Regions from separate parts of the Gossypium hirsutum genome. Here region 2 is linked to region 1. The links are chromatin contacts, called in public Hi-C maps. All regions are on one chromosome and are shown on one strand. The core of a region is the stretch at or near the end of the contact, and the rest is flanking DNA. Distances in the headings are between cores, read along the strand shown. Region 1 holds the start of LOC107957351 (probable methyltransferase PMT2). Region 2 has its middle 28 kb from the start of LOC107957352.

The links. A called contact is a pair of places that touch in the nucleus more often than the background predicts.
Region 2: a contact with region 1 is called in a Hi-C map of leaf, with 2.5 times the contacts expected there. The contact joins the enhancer-like site here to the promoter of LOC107957351 in region 1. A contact is called at or near these places in 23 of 34 Hi-C or Micro-C datasets (anther, callus, cotyledon and 5 more).

The regions. Positions count from the first base shown.
Region 1 is chrA05:44,613,985-44,620,014 of Gossypium_hirsutum_v2.1, reverse strand. LOC107957351 (probable methyltransferase PMT2) reads left to right here and starts at 3,665. Exons shown (of 7, transcript XM_041112441.1): 1 at 3,665-4,018; 2 at 4,180-4,841; 3 at 4,951-5,161; 4 at 5,287-5,581; 5 at 5,879-6,030. The coding sequence starts at 4,197.
Region 2 is chrA05:44,657,393-44,662,699 of Gossypium_hirsutum_v2.1, reverse strand. No RefSeq gene overlaps it. Among protein-coding and RNA genes, the nearest start is that of LOC107957352, 28 kb to the left of the region's middle. Within about 2 kb of position 2,034, at least 4 of the 9 cell types and tissues checked have an H3K27ac peak or open chromatin away from gene starts, as enhancers often do. A contact at or near this core is called in cotyledon and leaf, where this site is marked.

The sequences.
Region 1 (6,030 bases), core at 2,416-4,915:
TGAGGCACTTAGTGCCGTATAGGTGTGTTGGTTGGATCCGTGTATCCATCAATGTTTGAGTCATGTTAATAGGGGTGAATAAAGGCACTGAATGACTGACTGTTACTGAATAATTGATTGTTACTGAATAACTGATTGCTACTGAATAATTGATTGTTACTGAATGATATTGATAAAATTATTGATATTGAAAAATATTGACTGATATTGAGCTTGGAATAAAATGGATTACTGATTGAAATGTGAATTGTTGAATGTTATTTATTGATAATGAACAGTAAACTGAAACATGATTGAAACACATGAATTTATGTAACTCTAAAAGGGATATAAGTGAATAATATTATTGTTCAAGTGAATTGTGAACATATTGTGGAAAATTATACGGGTTAGTAGATGAAAAAATTGAATGAGTTATAAAGGACTTATATATGAATTGAACAATTATATAATTGTAATTGTTATATGATTTTTAAGTGAATGTTATATTTTCATATTATTAAGTGTTCGGATTATAGAAATATCACTGAGTTCATACTCAGTGTACGGTTTGTTTCCATGCGCAGGATAAGTTAAAGTCAGATCGTTGGATTAGCATCCCAGGCCAATCCCAAACTCTAAGTGGAAAGGTATATTATTTATTGGTAATGGCATGTACCTAGGATATCATATTCATCTGAGTGTCATTTTGAATTATGAATGTAAAGGTGAAATAAGTGAATTTTAGATTTGGTAATGGTATATGGAAGGAATTAGCTTAATTAGTATGAATTTGAACTATTTGAAAATGTGGTGAAATACTTAAAACGACTCATCATATAGGCACATAAAATATCTAATTTGACATGTTTTGAGTAGGTTTGAACGAAATTTAAAGTAATTGAATGAATGGTTATTGGAATATTTGGTATATTAAGTTGTAGTGCCGGTAAATTTGTTGTTTAAGGCTCATTTTGAGTCCACATGGTCTAGCACACGGGCGTGTGGACTGGCCGTGTGAAAATTGCACAATAATACTTTCAAGTCAGAGAGTTATATGGGCTCTCAACACGGCCGGTAACCTAGCAACATGGCCGTGTGTTCTAGTGACACGGCCGTGTGAGTCACACAGGCAATCCACACAGGTGTGTGGGTACTGTTCATAAGGAAAATTTTGAAATTTTGAGAAAAATTTGTAGTGATTTTAAATTAGTCCCGAATTGATTTTACTGTTCATATTGGGCTTCGAGGGCCCATTAAAGGGGCGATATGTTAAATTTATGATAAGTGTAAACAATTATTTTAATTAATGACCATAATTGAACTGTATTGATTGGTAATGCATGTAATCCTATTCTAGGGACGGATAAGGTTTTGGGGGTGTTACAACTTCAATATGAAAGATATAAGTGAGGCATCTTATCTCATTGGCATTAAGATCCATAGGACTATATCTACACACATGTTAGGATTATCACAAAAAAAAGCTTATATTAATAAAATTCTTACGAGATTTCGAATGAAAGGTTGTTCATTGAGTGTTTCACCAATTGTTAAAGGTGATAGGTTCAATTTGAACTAATGTCCGAAACTTAAAATTGAGAAGGAAAAAAATGAAAAATATCTTATATACTTCACTTGTTGGAAGACTAATGTATGTTCACTTGACATTGCATTTGCAGTAAGAATTTTGAGAAGATATCAAAGCAATTTTAGGATAAGACCATTAGAGAGTTGCAAACAAAATGATGAGATATCTTCAAGAAACTAAAAACTACATACTTACATATAGGCAATTTGACATTATAGAAGCTGTTTGATATTAAAACTCATATTTAGCTAGTTATGTAGATTCTTGAAAATCAACATCTAGATATGTTTGTAAGTTTATTTAGAAGAAGAAAATTTGCATTGTAATACATCGAAGAAAGATTCGGTTAAATGAGAACTTACCACCATGATTCGTGTGAATCTATTCTTCTACTTAAATATATCATGTATAATACTACTATTGAGAATATTGTTATAAAATTCGGGTGAATGGGAGAATGCTAGAATATTTATTTATTAAATAAATATTTTAAATATATTAGTGGTCCTTAATTTTATAATGTAAAATTAAATAACTTTATATGTTTAGGATAATTATTTATGGAATTTTTTAACTTTGGGAGATTAAATAGGGTGTGAGAGAGTTTGATAGTAACTACTCATCCATATCTCATTCAAAAAAAGTTTTATGTGATTTAATAACTACTCTTCCATATCTCATTCATTATCTCTAAAAAGATAATGTGAGTTTTTTTTTAGAGAGTTTTCAAATGTTTTGGATAAGCACAATCTTTTAAACAATTTTACATTAATTAATGTTATGGATGGAAGTTAATTCATTATTATTTTTATTTTTTTCCCAAGAGAAGTTGATATTTAATTTTTCAACTTTTATATATTTATATGTTTGTTTATTTGGATCTTACAACTAGAATCTAAGAAATTCTGAGTTAATTACAAATGTATATTAAATACTATTGAGAAATTAATTAAAAATTAGTTATTTAATAATAAACTATTAATTTAAGGGTTAATATTTGGTAAATAATGTATTTTTTTTATTTTACAATCAGCTTTAAAATTTTACTATGAATTTTTCAATATCTTTTTAATATATTTCTATAAAATATTTATCAACTTTCGACGTTACTTGTTAAGTTTAACAATTCTATTTTTTAAATTAATATTTTTTTATAAAAGAACGTACTTTTATTTATTTTAAAAAATAAAAAATAAATAAAATAATTTAACCCTCCATTAGATATTTCTTTTGTAAAAACACCGACATGGTATTAAAAAAGAGAATAAAATGATAAAAAAGGGGACAGAGAGGCAGGATTTAGGCCGTCCTGGTTAAAAGGGATAATAACACTTCTAACCCCTTGTATTTATGCTACCTTTACTCGGTTATGTGTGTTAAAAAAAAAAGAACAAGAAAAAGGAAATCATTGTCCGAACTTAGGCCTTCAACAAACCAAATCAAAGCAGTTTAACCTCAATAGCTTTCTGTATCAATATACAAGTTGTCTGATACAGATATTTTATGATCATTTACATTAACCACCATTTGATTTTATGATTTCCCATCCTACGCTCCATATTAGTTGATGTGCAACTTGATTATCAATCACCGCCTCTTTAAACGTAAATCTGGATCCGTATGGGGGCATGGGACCCACCCCTTCACCTTTTTTTTCTTTTTTTCCTTATCAATTCCTAACCTTTCTTTCTTAGCGCGTGGGTCCCCCTTTGCTCTCTCTTCTCCCAATGCGTATTAGCGCACCGTTTTTATTAACACCGGAACCGAACCGAACGAATCGACCCCGGTCTTTTTTAATAACACCAAAATATAAGGTCTAAATGTTCTCTCAGTCCCTGTAATTTTTTGAACTTTAATCACTTTATGTCTTTAATACTATTAGTTGGTTTATAAATTTTTTTTAAATATCATATGTACCTATTAATAATATCATGGATTGGACTTCGGTTTTCAATTCAAATAATGATTATATTTTAAAATGAAATAATAGAGACTAAATTGTAAAAAGTTGAAGAATACAGGGACTGAGGTTATATTTAAACTAAAACATAAGGAAGATTAAAAATAAAGCGAGATCTCTGTGTTTCTTGTAATTAGGAGACTTAGATTGTATTTATAAACCCAAAACTAGGATTCACGACAAATTGAAAGACAAAAGATAGAGTCGAAATTTGGGATTCTTTTATCCCAATCAATCCCTATTTATATAATTAAAACCCTTTTCTCTTTAAACCTTGTTTTCATGGTGATCGTTCTTCTTCGAGTTTAATATTATCGAAGATTTCTTTTGGAGGAAAGCAGGTTTTTTTTTTCTTAAAAACTTTTCAGTGTTTTATTGACACGTCTCTCCCTTTCCTTCCCTTCCAAGCTCTGAAAATCTCCCTTCCATCATTTAATTCTCTTTTCTTTGAGATCTTCACCCGCTGATTTCATCTATTCATGCGATTGGTAACTCATCTGACACTTCTTTCCTTCCTTCCATCATGGGTTTATATTTTTCCTTCTGATTTAAAGATTCTTTTTTTTTCAATTTTTACTCAAATCAGCTCTTAGCTAGTTTAAGTCCACTGATCTTTGGTCCCCATCATTGGATGCTTATGATTTTGCAGGTTACTATTTTAAAAAAATGGCACTGAAACCGAATTCAGCGGATGGTAGAACAAGGAGTTGGGTGCAGATATTTATCGTTTTTGGATTATGTTGTTTTTTCTACATATTAGGAGCATGGCAACGAAGTGGTTTCGGCAAAGGGGATAGCATAGCTCTAGAGATAACCAAACACGGCGCCGATTGTAACATCATCCCGTCGTTGAACTTCGAAACCCATCACGCCGGCGAAGTGGGGAACGTCGGTGAATCCGAAAAGATCAAGTCTTTTCAGCCCTGCCCTCCTCGTTACGTTGATTACACGCCTTGCCAAGATCAAAAGCGTGCCATGACTTTCCCCAGGGACAACATGATCTATCGGGAGAGGCATTGTCCCAGGGAGGAAGAGAAGTTGCATTGTCTTGTCCCGGCACCTAAAGGATACGTGACCCCGTTTCCTTGGCCTAAGAGTAGGGACTATGTGCCTTATGCTAATGCTCCCTATAAGGCCTTGACGGTAGAGAAGGCTATTCAGAACTGGATCCAATATGAGGGTAATGTATTCAGGTTCCCTGGTGGAGGAACGCAGTTCCCACAAGGTGCGGATAAGTATATTGATCAGCTTGCTGCTGTGATCCCGATTACGAACGGGACTGTAAGGACTGCACTTGATACCGGTTGTGGGGTATGTCATACTGTCATGTTCTTCAAAGTTTTTCAGATGATCTATTGATTTGTAGCTTTGAGGATCTGTTTTAGGTGTATAAATCTTAAAAATTGGTTCCTTTATATAGGTTGCGAGTTGGGGGGCATATTTGTGGAGTAGAAACGTCCTTACCATGTCATTTGCGCCAAGAGATTCACATGAAGCACAGGTTCAGTTTGCCCTTGAAAGAGGTGTTCCTGCTGTTATTGGTGTTCTTGGGACCATAAAAATGCCATATCCATCCAGAGCTTTTGATATGGCTCATTGTTCTCGTTGCTTGATTCCATGGGGAGCAAATGGTGAGTCATATGCTCAAACCGAGTGTTCCTTTGAGATTTGTCCTTTGAGGTGTTGTTTTAGTGAAGATTTGTCGTAGTAGATGTTAAGTGATGGATGACTGATTATGGATTTGTCTAAATTGCAGATGGCATGTATTTGAAGGAGGTTGATCGTGTTCTTAGACCAGGTGGTTACTGGGTACTTTCTGGTCCACCAATCAATTGGAGGAACAATTACAAAGCATGGCAGCGTCCCAAGGAGGAGCTTGAGGAGGAACAGCAAAAGATTGAGGATGTTGCCAAACTCCTTTGCTGGGAGAAGAAGCATGAGAAGGGTGAAATGGCCATTTGGCAAAAGAGAGTCAATGATGAGTCTTGTCGTGGTAGAGAAGATGATTCTCAAGCCAAATTCTGCAAGGCTGAAGAGGCTAATGATGTCTGGTATGAGTTGTGCTTGAGACTTCTTTACAATTTGCAGCTCATATCTTATTAGAGTCACTAGTAAGAAACTTTTGGAATTAGTAGAATTGCAGTGAAAAATTTGCCTCTGCTTTGGCTGTATTTAAAGTTTGGACGCCAATGAACATCACACCTATTCATGCATATCATAGTTCATCTTCTAATTGTGATAGAAACTGACTCAATATTGCTAACAATTAAAGCTGGAACCTGCAAATCACGTATCAGGACTTGGATCCTGCATTTTACTTAATCATCTTCTCTTGTGATGTTGGCTAGGTACAAGAAAATGGATGTGTGCGTTACTCCATACACTGATGTTAGTAGTTCGAGTGAAGTTGCTGGTGGGGAATTGAAGCCATTCCCAGAGAGGCTATTTGCTGTCCCTCCTAGAATTGCTAGTGGAAGTGTTCCTGGAGTTTCAGTTGAGA
Region 2 (5,307 bases), core at 785-3,284, 44 kb before region 1:
TACCATCACATCAATATAATTTTTTTAAAAAAATCAAAAAATTATAAAAATTTCTAAAAAAAACCAAAATTCCAAACATACAATTTTTTTAAAAATTTTATGATTCTTTTTGGATTTTTTTCAAAGTTTTTTAGATTTTTTTAAATTCTCTAATATTTTCTAAAAATTTCAAGTATTTTTTTAACTTTTTTATTAACACATAGCATCATGTCATTGGTTGGCTTAGCAAATTTGTTAATGAAAATTTGGATTTGGGTAACAATGATTATGAAATGAAAGTATTGGAGCTAAACCGATAAATAAATAATGTATAGAGATCAAACTAATAAAAAATAATACAAATATCAAAGTGATAATTTAGTTAACATGTCACTATCACACTAGTATAAAATTTAAAAAATAAAAATAAAAGTTTTAAGTTCAAAGTAAACTTGGACAAATGATTGTCCTAATTCATCTAAATTTGGATATCTATCTGTTTAGTTTTTTTTTTATAAGTAGTTTTTTTTCTAAATTATAAAAATTTAAAATATATAATTATTTTAAAAAATAAAACCTTATAAAAAAACGATGTTATATCCCCCCACCACTTGGACACATGTTAGCAAGACCAAAGGTATTAACCTTCCATTTAACTCCACCTGAGACAATGTATTAGTTGACCGCCCGTTCCGACCAGAGGAGTGGCACCCTTCCATTATCAAGGCCATCCATTAGATAAACACTCCTGACAAGCCCTCTTGCTCCTCAAAATGAGATGAACACCTGTTTTTAATTGTGAACACGTTCTCAATACAATAAAAGACCCATTTGGGTGTAATAACCTCGTATTGATTGAATGCATAACAAAATAGGTCTAATGGTGCACATCCTTCACACTTTGCATGATAGTAACTTTTATTATAACAACCTGCCACATCACACTAGCTAGTGGATAAGAGGACATTTCTTTTAAATACCTTCTCAACGATGGATAAGGGATCAACGTTTTCAACCTTTAAGTTATTCTAAGCAAACTTGTGCTCGTTCTTTCTATATCTCTCAGTCAACTTGTTCTCTTGCTCCTTTCCGCATCTAAACTTGTTCTCTCTCTTTCTATATCTCTCAATCAACTTGTTCTCTTACCACTTTCTGCCTCTCCACCTTTTCAGGTGAATCACCCTCCATTAAACCACCACCAATGACGGAGCCACTAAGTGGCCCCCTTAAAATGGTAGATTTTTAATTTAGGCCCTTTATAATTTATAAAATTTTAAATTAGTAATGATAAAATTACACTTTAGCCCTAAACATAATAAAAATTTTAAAAATTATAAAGATATAGACTATTAAAATGATAAATTTACATTTTACTATCGTAAAAATATACAATTTAATTTTAGCCCTTAGAAAGAACTTTTTGGCTCTACCACTTACTCCTCCCTACCTCCTTTTTACTCTCCTCACTTATTGTACGATAAATTATGGTTGTTATCATCTCACAGGTAATAAGCTAATAAAATCTAAAATATGGATTATAATATTCAAACCTACAATCACATAATTAAGAATTTTATACTATATCATCTATACTAAACAAATTTATTATATACAAACATCCTTTTCTTACAATTTTACATTCTGCATTAAAATTAACAACTTATTAAGAAAATATATGTAAATGTATATCAAACATTAGAAAAACCAACAAAAATAACTTAAAAACTTATTTTCTTAAATGAAATAATGAGATAGCAAGAAAAGCAAAAAAACAACCGTTTTCTATTTTTATAATAATTTAGAATTTAGACATTTATTTATGTAGATTTTGATTCTTGAAATTTTAATAATTTTTGAAAATTTGTTATTGTGGTAGTGTGATCTCTAATCAAAACGGCTGATACAATGATGGATTGATTGCGTGAATACAGTCATAAGTAAGGACAGAAATCATTTTTGAAAAGAAATGAGGTGATTTTCTAGGGTTATGACTACCCACTCTTATAATAAGCCAAACTAACGCCATCTTACTTATCCCAACCTCCAAATTCAACTTTGGTAGGCACCTCATTGGGATAACCACCCAATCTTAATTGCTCATTCAAATTTGGTGTATTCATAACCTTAAATTTATTTCAATTAATTATTTAATTTCAAATTAAATTAATTGATAATCGAAATTTTAAAAAATTATTAATTAAATTTTAATTAAATTAAATTTATTATTAATTCGATCAAATTTTAACGAATTATGATAGTCACTACTTACAGTCTGAATGGACCTCAATCATCATCATCCAAGCTGCTCTAACCAACTTTGACAGCTAAGCTACATAAATGCTACTTGGCTTCTCTTCAAATGACCAAACAACACCAACTCCACATATCATTAGCAACAATGGCATTGCAGATAGAGATATTGGGACAGGAGTTCGCCAGCTGGAGAAGAGACAATTGCCAATTAGTGTCAGTATTACAAGCTAGTCCATTATTGGCTAGAAAATGAGCAGCATCATAATTAGATTGTCGTTTAACATGGTGAAAGAAGCATCGTCCAAATCCTATTGAGAGATAACCTGCAATGCCTACTCTTCAATTCATTCCAGATTAAACCAGAGAAGATAGTCAAATAAGAATACCTGGGAACAGGTTCACCAAATTTGGATTCTACATCGGATCTTATTTTGCAACTTGACTCTATTTGACAAGATCCTGTACAGTTTTGATGAAATTGTTGATATATCCTTCTTCATAGTTTCCATAGATCCATTGTTGAAAAAATGGTGGGTTTTGATTTCCATTGCTGGTTACAGATAGAAGACAAAAGAAAAAAAAGAAAGTGTTGAAACAATTACAAAGATGTCTCTAAACTTTAGTTAAAAGTTAAAAAGAAAAAAAATCACCTGTCATCATTCAAAGGCTAATATGCCATATCAGCAATCTGTTAGTGAATTAACGAAAATTTTAATAAGATGATTAATTCGAATAATTATCTTAATTAAAGTAATTAAATTGATAAAAAAAATATATAGAATGACCTTTGATGTAATTTACTTTAAATTTTATTGAATTGAGTATAATTAAAACATAATAACAAACTTATTTTTTTAAGATAAGAATTAAAAAAATTGTGTAAATAATTAACCTTTTAAGTCTTTCAAAATAAATTGTAAAATAGTTTTAAACATAATATAAAAAATAAAATATAATTACATTTTATCAGTTAAATACATTTAATAAATTTGATTTTACAATTTAAGAAAACATTTCATATATTACCATGTATAATTATTTATAATATTTAAAAAAAATTTAATGATTTAAAATCAATTAATTTAATAACCCAAAATCACCATAATAGTATTGAACAAACTAACCTGCATTAATTATCACATAAACTTATCTTTTTATAAAGCTATAATTTTGGTATAATATCTCTTATAATATCTCTCTATATAATAATATCTTTATAGATTTTCAAAAAAAAAAATATCGTTATATAATTTTGCTATATAAAATAATATGTTTAGTATAAAATTGATTAAGGAAATAAAAAAATTTGAATTTGAATTTATTTTATTTTTTTCAGCATAAAATCTTAAATGAAAACTACACATTTGCAGATAAAAACTGTCACTAGGTTGTGGATGCATTATATATTTACAGATAAACTATCACTCTTCCTCCGTACATATTGTCCCACCCTATACAATATAATATGTCATGCTTTATAATAGAACAATTCAACACTAACAATAAACATGTTTAACATGTACTCAGTAGGGCGGTAATAATATTACCACTAACAGTTTATGAGTACCACTTTGGTAGAAGACATGTAATATTCACATATCATGCTATGTAACAATAGCACTTTAGGCATTAAATCATAAATTCTAGAAATATCACAATATCTATGTAACAACCTGATAGTCACAAGTTCCAAAAATTGCATTCCCGATACTCTGTTTCTGTAAATCGGACTCTTAAAAATATTTACGAAGATAATTGTGTAGTTAATTAGGTTTCGATTAAGTGAATTTGCATAAATTAAAAGTAATTATGTATAAAGACTAGATTGCATATAGGGTGAAAGTTGAATTATAGATTAAAGAATAATTAAAGGGACTAAAGAAGTAATTATACCATTCTTTCTTTAGTGGGACGGCATTAGTAAATTATTTATAAATTATATGTTAAATTTATTTTATATATTATATTAATTAAAGTTAAAATATGAAATCTTAATTATTAAGTAAATGTATATATATATCTTATATTATAATAATAAAATAAAGTATAATAAAACAAAAGTTAGAATATAAAAAAAAAATAAAGAAAGAGAACATACGAACCAGAAAGAAAAAGAAAAAGAGAAAGGAGAAAGGAGAAAGACGCACGGCCTAGAGTCTTCTAGGGTTTAAAGTTTAATTGGTTAGTCAATTTAGTCTATTTTTTTGTAATTTTTATGTTTTTGAAATCTCGGTACCTAAGGTTACCCGACCCATGTTGAAATTTTAGTAGTGATTGAGTTTTTAAATGTTGTTAATGTTGAACAATTTTAGTATTAGGGATTAAATTGATAGATTATTAAACTAGAAATGAAAAAGGATTAAATTGTAGAATAAATTGTAAATTTTGAGTAATAGAGACTAAAGCGTGAAATTTTTGAAATTTAGGGATTTAAGTGAATATAGGGAGTTAAATTTGGTTTAAAATGGAATTTGCATGAAAATATAGAATTAAATGTGAAGAATAAAAAATTAGTCTCGGTTTAGGGACTAAATTAGAATTTAGACAAATATTGAGTAAAAATTGAAATATTCAATATGAAATTGAATTGTGTTATATTGATAAATTTTAATTGTTTTAATTTCGTAGCTAACGTCGTACCGGAATCCTTGACTAAAAAGGAGAAGGATAAAATCGACGCCGAATAGCTAAGAATTCCTGGTTTGTATTTCTATAGTCCGAACTTAGTTGTTAATTGTTATAATTCCATTTAATGCCTATGGTAAGTGTTGAGGTGAGTAATTGACATTTTGATAATTGATTGAAATAGATTAAATTGGTAGATATATGTTGAATGTATTGGTTATTGAATTGAAACGAATATATGTGATTATATGAAAAAAATTAGTATTGGATATTGGTTATATTTGAAATGTGCAATTAGACCCTATTAACTGTATCGGGCAGAATTGGATATAAATGGCATAGGATAGGAAGAGTTCAGAGATTTTTTCGACCTCGATTCAATGAGGCATTGGGGCCAATTTACTTCGGTTTAACCAATGAGACACTGGGTGTCAACTTATATAGTGTTGG